Linked DNA regions of Ovis aries: region 2 is linked to region 1. The links are chromatin contacts, called in public Hi-C maps. All regions are on one chromosome and are shown on one strand. The core of a region is the stretch at or near the end of the contact, and the rest is flanking DNA. Distances in the headings are between cores, read along the strand shown. Region 1 holds the start of IGFBP5 (insulin like growth factor binding protein 5). Region 2 has its middle 27 kb from the start of TNP1.

What was found. A called contact is a pair of places that touch in the nucleus more often than the background predicts.
Region 2: a Hi-C map of muscle shows a contact between it and region 1, with 6 times the contacts expected there. The contact joins the enhancer-like site here to the promoter of IGFBP5 in region 1. A contact is called at or near these places in 2 of 16 Hi-C or Micro-C datasets (muscle and skin fibroblasts).

Annotation. Positions count from the first base shown.
Region 1 is chr2:218,687,415-218,690,309 of ARS-UI_Ramb_v3.0, reverse strand. IGFBP5 (insulin like growth factor binding protein 5) reads left to right here and starts at 1,468. Exons shown (of 4, transcript NM_001129733.1): 1 at 1,468-1,814. The coding sequence starts at 1,481.
Region 2 is chr2:218,892,722-218,895,616 of ARS-UI_Ramb_v3.0, reverse strand. No RefSeq gene overlaps it. Among named protein-coding and RNA genes, the nearest start is that of TNP1, 27 kb to the right of the region's middle. Within about 2 kb of position 1,381, at least 1 of the 54 cell types and tissues checked has an H3K27ac peak or open chromatin away from gene starts, as enhancers often do. A contact at or near this core is called in muscle, where this site is marked.

The sequences.
Region 1 (2,895 bases), core at 219-2,718:
AGTGTAGCTAAAGAAAAACGGCCCCTTCCCCCTACAACCAAAGACAGTCACTTCACCAGCAACAGAAACACTAGATTAAATCCCCTTCCCCAGATTTTTAGGGGGGAATTTAGTGTCTCTTTTCTATTTCCCCTCACCACCCATCGCTGGCCATCTTACACTAACACCCATTCCAACACACACACACACACACCCTTACTTGGTCACTCAGACACCAGCAGACAGCCATTTCCCAAAGCTAAGGTAGCATTTCTTGGGCACTCTATATATCCAGTTGGCTAATAAGAAAATTCTTCTCCCTCCAGCCTGCGCCTTGGCTAGCTAAGGGGTGGGAGGGACGGGAGATGAGTTGCTCCTTATTGTATCCACCGCGCTGCAAGAATTCTCCCCCTCGACCCCCACCTCCTCTCCCTCTCTGGGCAGCTCCAGCCCTGTTCCCCGAGCCCCCCTCCCCCGTCCCCTCATCACTTTCTTCCATTCTAGGGAGAGGAGGGAGCTGTTCAGGCAGCGAAGGGGAGCCCCCGTGTGTCTAGAAGGCCTCTCCCCACCCCCATCCCGTGTGAGTTTGTACTCCTTGGCATCCTTGCCTGGGTTGGGTGTTGGGGAGCTCAAATTGCAGCTACAAACTGGCTGGCAGCCAGGGGCCGTCTATTTAAAAGCGCCGGCTCAACCGGAGCCCGTAGTCTCTTTGGAAACTTCTGCCGGGGGAAAAAGAGCTAGGAAAGAGCTGCAAAGCGGTGTGGGTTTTTTCCTTTTTTTTCCTTTTCCCCTCCTCTTCTTTACTACCCTCTCCTCCGTTTGCACCTTTCTTCGGGCTTCACGCAGAACCTGCGAATTTCGAAAAGGTGCTAGCAGAGTGGGAGAAAAGAGGTGTTGGGGGTTTGGTGTGTTTTTTCTTTTTTTTTTTTTTTAATTTCTTGATTTCCACATTTTTCCTCCGCCTTCGCGGCTGCAGCCGCCGCCTCTTACCTGTTCCGCAGCAGCCGCGCGCCGCTGGCAGCTGAGGGTTAGAAAGGAGCAGGGTGTACTTTGAGATTTTAAACAAAAATTTTGAAGAAGAAATCTATTTTTCTCCCGCCCCCCCCCCCACTGCCTCTCTCACAGCCTCCGAGCTCTTTTTTTCCGGTGGTTGTTGGGGGGTGAACCATTTTTGGCTCCCCCGCCGCAATTCTGACCAGGTCAGACTCGTGGGGAAGGGGATTTGTTTCTCCAGCCTCCGATTCCTCTGCATGCACCTGGCGCTGCTCCCTTTCCCCCTACCTGTTGCAAGTCTGTAATCTTTGCAATTGAGACTTGCTTGCAGGCACTCCAGCCCTCCATCGCTCCCTACATTTTGCAATTGTCCGGGGGAGGGCACCTGCTCTACCTGCCAGAAATTTTTTTCAAAAAAGAACATTGCTCCGCGCTCCCTCCTGGCCCCTCTCTCCCTGCACTCTCGCGCTCCTGCCCCGCCCCAGGTAAAGGGGGAGACTCGGAAAAGATGGTGCTCACCGCGCTCCTCCTGCTTCTGGCCGCCTGTGCGGGGCCGGCCCAGGGTCTGGGCTCCTTCGTGCACTGCGAGCCCTGCGACGAGAAAGCCCTCTCCATGTGCCCCCCCAGCCCCCTGGGCTGCGAGCTGGTCAAGGAGCCGGGCTGCGGCTGCTGCATGACCTGCGCCCTGGCCGAGGGGCAGTCGTGCGGCGTCTACACTGAGCGCTGCGCCCAGGGGCTGCGTTGCCTCCCCCGGCAGGACGAGGAGAAGCCGCTGCACGCCCTGCTGCACGGCCGCGGGGTTTGCCTGAACGAAAAGAGCTACCGCGAGCAAGCCAAGATCGGTGAGCGCGCTCCGTGTGCCAGAGAGCTACACGGCGCACGGGCGGGGGCGGGGGGGGTGGTTGTGGGGGGGCACGGGACAGGCTGGCCCCGAGCGCTCTGCCCAGCAAGTGGCTTAGAGCCGGGGTGCTGGCCGAGAGGAGGGCGGGGAGGGTCCCTGCACTTCGGAATCGGAGCCCCAGCCGATCCTGCTACCCCAGGAGTCGGTCTAGCCGAGCCTCTCCGGGTTTTCGCTCCTTCTCCTCGTCCCTACCCCCACCTTCTTCACCCCACCCCTCCCCCCTCGACTAAACGGTGACTCTGAGCTCCTATTTCTTCTCTAGATGCAAATCCTCAGGTACTCAATCTCCAGTCCGAAAGTGTGCATCTTATATGATCAACTCCCTCTCCACCACCTCCAATATGCTGTGGGTTTTGTTTTTTTTCTGAACTTGAAAAAAAAATGCCTTTTGTTAAAATATTGCTTCAACTGGGGACCTGGAGAGAGAGGCGTTACCGGTTTTCGGTGCTAATTCTACCTTTGTCCCTCCCAGCCCCCCACCCCCCTACCAGTCCGTCTTTGACGTTTCTATTCTCCTACCCCGCCCCCCCCCCACACGGGCGCACACGCACACTCACGTGCACACATAACACACGCACGCACGCACCCTTGGTAGCTCTTGCCTTTGGGGCGGGGGCTTTGATGCCCCTCCCACGTGCACACTCATTGCTCTTGACTTGATGCGATTGACTGGTCGTATGTAAAAGATACTGAAATGCAAAATATCTCTTTTTCCTCCCAGGAAAGGAAAGGTGACTTTGGGCAAGCTCAGAGGCGGCGGGGAGGTGGAGCAAGTCGGGGGCGGGGGGGTGGGGGTAGTGAGGGAAAGGAATGGGAAAGGTGGGCTTGATGTTCCAGGGCTGGCTGTTCCTGAATCGAGCTCCTTTCCCCTGCTCCTATTCAGATTTTACCTAGGAAGAAAGGTAGATATAGGGCTGGGAAACAAGAAGAGATGTGAAATTCAGACACCGCGGCTTCCCCGCCAGTGCTAATCCCCCACGCTGTCGCGTCGCCCCTCGAGCTCTCAAGCCAGATCACAAGTG
Region 2 (2,895 bases), core at 132-2,631, 210 kb before region 1:
AAATGGAGATGACAAACCCCTCCCACACTCTCTGATGACTCTCAGCACAGCTTTCAGTAGGCCCTTATCAGAAAACCACATAGGAGTATGTGCCCACCTGGCTGTGGATTTATTGTTATTTACAAGAAGTGATAGGAACTTCCCAGGTGGCTCAGTGGTAAAGAATTTGCCCGCCAAGCAGGAGGCACAGGTTCAATCCCTGGCTCGGGAAGATCCCTTGGAGGAGAAAATGGCAACCCACTGCAGTATTCTTGCCTGGAAAATCCCATGGACAGAGGAGCCTGGCAGGCTATAGTCCATGGGGTCGCAAAGAGTCGGACACAACTTAGCGACTAAACCATGACAATAATAGGAAGTGATGGAAGGAAGCTGCTGTGCAGGGCAGGGGCACCCAATCCCTGGGCCACAGACTGGTGCCAGCCGTGGCCTGTTAGGAACTGGGCTACACAACAGGAGGTGAGCGGTGGGCTAATGAGCAAACCTTCATCTGTATTGATAGCCACTTCCCTCATTCACGTTACTGCCTGAGCTCTGCCTCCTGTCAGATCAGCAGCATTAGATTCTCATAGGAGCTCAAACCCTATGAGCTACTACGAACTGTGCATGCAGAGAATCTAGGCAGCATGCTCCTTATGAGACTGTAATGCCTGATTGTCTTATTCTGCATTATGGTAAGTTGTATGATTATGTCATGATATATCACAATATAATCATAATAGAAATAAGTGTTTGTTGCTCAGTCACGTCCGACTCTTTGTGTCCCCGTGGACTATAGCCCACTAGGCCCCTCTGTCCATGGGATTCTCCAGGCAGAATACTAGAGTGGGAAGCCATCCCCTTCTCCAGAGGTTCTTCCTGATCTAGGGATCAAACCCAGGTCTCCCGCATTGCAGGCAGATTCTTTATCATCTGAGCCACTAGGATAAAGTGCACAATAAACGTAATGTGCTTGGATCATCCTGAAACTATCCCCCTCCCGGGTCTGCGGAAAAATTATCTCCCTGGTTCCTGGTGCCAAAAAAGGTTGGGGACCGCTGGTGTGAGAGACACTGGGTAAGGGAAGAAGGGGCCTCCTGGGGTCTTTGCATGGTTCTTATCCCTTGCTGGCCTTGCAGAACCTACGGCCATCAGACTTGCCCATTTTTCATCTCCCCCCTAGTCGCATTTCAAATCTTTATTGGTCGATTGAATTTATTTTTGGACTTTGTCAGCGTGGGCACGCCAGGCGCAGTCAGGCCCTGTTATGGAAGCGCAGAAGAGCTGGCCTGCTCTGACTACGGAGAGGTAACTGCCAAGGGGAGCACGGGAGCGGGCAGTGATACGAGACCCTGTCCTCTGAGTCAGCCTTGATGCCAGGCGGGTGAGGTAAGCCTCCGTCGGGGGCACCCTTCACCTGCTGGCTCCTGGCCTCTCTCTGGAGGCCATCAGTTCCCTGCAGGCTGGCTAGGGTGTGAGAAACAAGACAGGTCTGCTTCCTGTGGCTCCTGGCTAGAAAGTAGCGGCCTAGATTCCATACGTCAATAAGAAGACAGACAGCGAGCTGGTGCTGCCCTGGAACAAGTGTTCCCAAGCCAACTGTCTGGGACTGCTCTAGCCATCACTTTGGACTCCACGACCCTGGACCCTGTCTTCTGGATCCAGGACTCAACTGCCCCTTCTGAGATGCCCATGAGCCCAAATGACACACCGCTCCTCTGCTGTCACTGCCCCACCGGCACAAGTGAGTTTCCAAGTGGAGGAAAAATAAGGCTTCGTTTTCCTCTGAATCTGAGAAGTCAAGCTCCCGTGAACCGGGGCAAGCTACCCTAGGCACAACTGTCTTTAGCTTAAGATCAGAAGGAATGTGTCAGGGCTAAAGAGTTTTGAAAGACAGACCACAGAAAGAGGCTCATTCACTGCCCTCCAGGTGTGCACACATACCCTGGAGGTGCTGGACCCATCACTAAAGGAGGTTACGGAAGCCCTTATGTGCATGACCTGGGGGAGAAAAAAAGGACGTGATGGCCCAGAAGGAAGTTCCTGGGGAGGGAAAATTTGTGACTCTTTGCACCATGAAATAGACCAGTGCTTGCCTGTTATGTCTGCTTGGAACACACAGCACCTACAGGTACATCCTTGAACACCGCAGGTCTTCTCACCCAACTCTGGTGACTGGAAAACAGCAGGCTTCCAATCCCTCTGACCAGTCAAGAGGTTGGGATTAGGGTTAGGTGAACCTGACTGGTGAGCATCCCAGGCCGGGCATGCATCCTCCGGGACCCAGGGACCAACCCACACCCACAGGTCTGAGAACCTGGGCGAGCACGGGCTGGCCAGCTGCGTGCTCTCACACACAGGGCCCATCCAATTCACAGATCAGAAGTCCAGTTGAGGTGGGAGAGGACAAGTGGCCCCTTGGGGCCAGGAGAAGGCTCAGAAAGACCCCTACTGGGGAGGGGCCTCTCCGGCTCCCATCTGAGCACCAGCACCCAGGTCTGGCCTGGGGCCTGGCCTTCCTGGCGCCCTCAGACGTGGCTCCTCTCTGTCCCTCCAGAACAGATCTGGTTTCACTAGACTTGGAACTCTCCGAGCCCTTTCCTGCTGTGGACTGATTTATTTGGATGCATCTGTCAGAGCGTGACTGAAGGATGTCTGGACGGCCAGGAGCACAGCATGGCAGATGTGCCTCAAAATGCCTCCAAGGGAGGCCCCTTCCCCACCTTCCCCCTGTCCTCAGCCTGGGAAAGGCCAGGGGAGGCTGAGGACATCTGTGCAGCCCCTGAGAACCAGGAAAGAGCTGGGAGAGCTCACAAGGGGCCGGCATGCTAGAGGATCAAGTACTGGGAAATGGGCGTCTAGATCTCATTTCTCCACTGGTGAGGTTTTCCCAGGTAGTTAGTGGTAAATAATCCACCT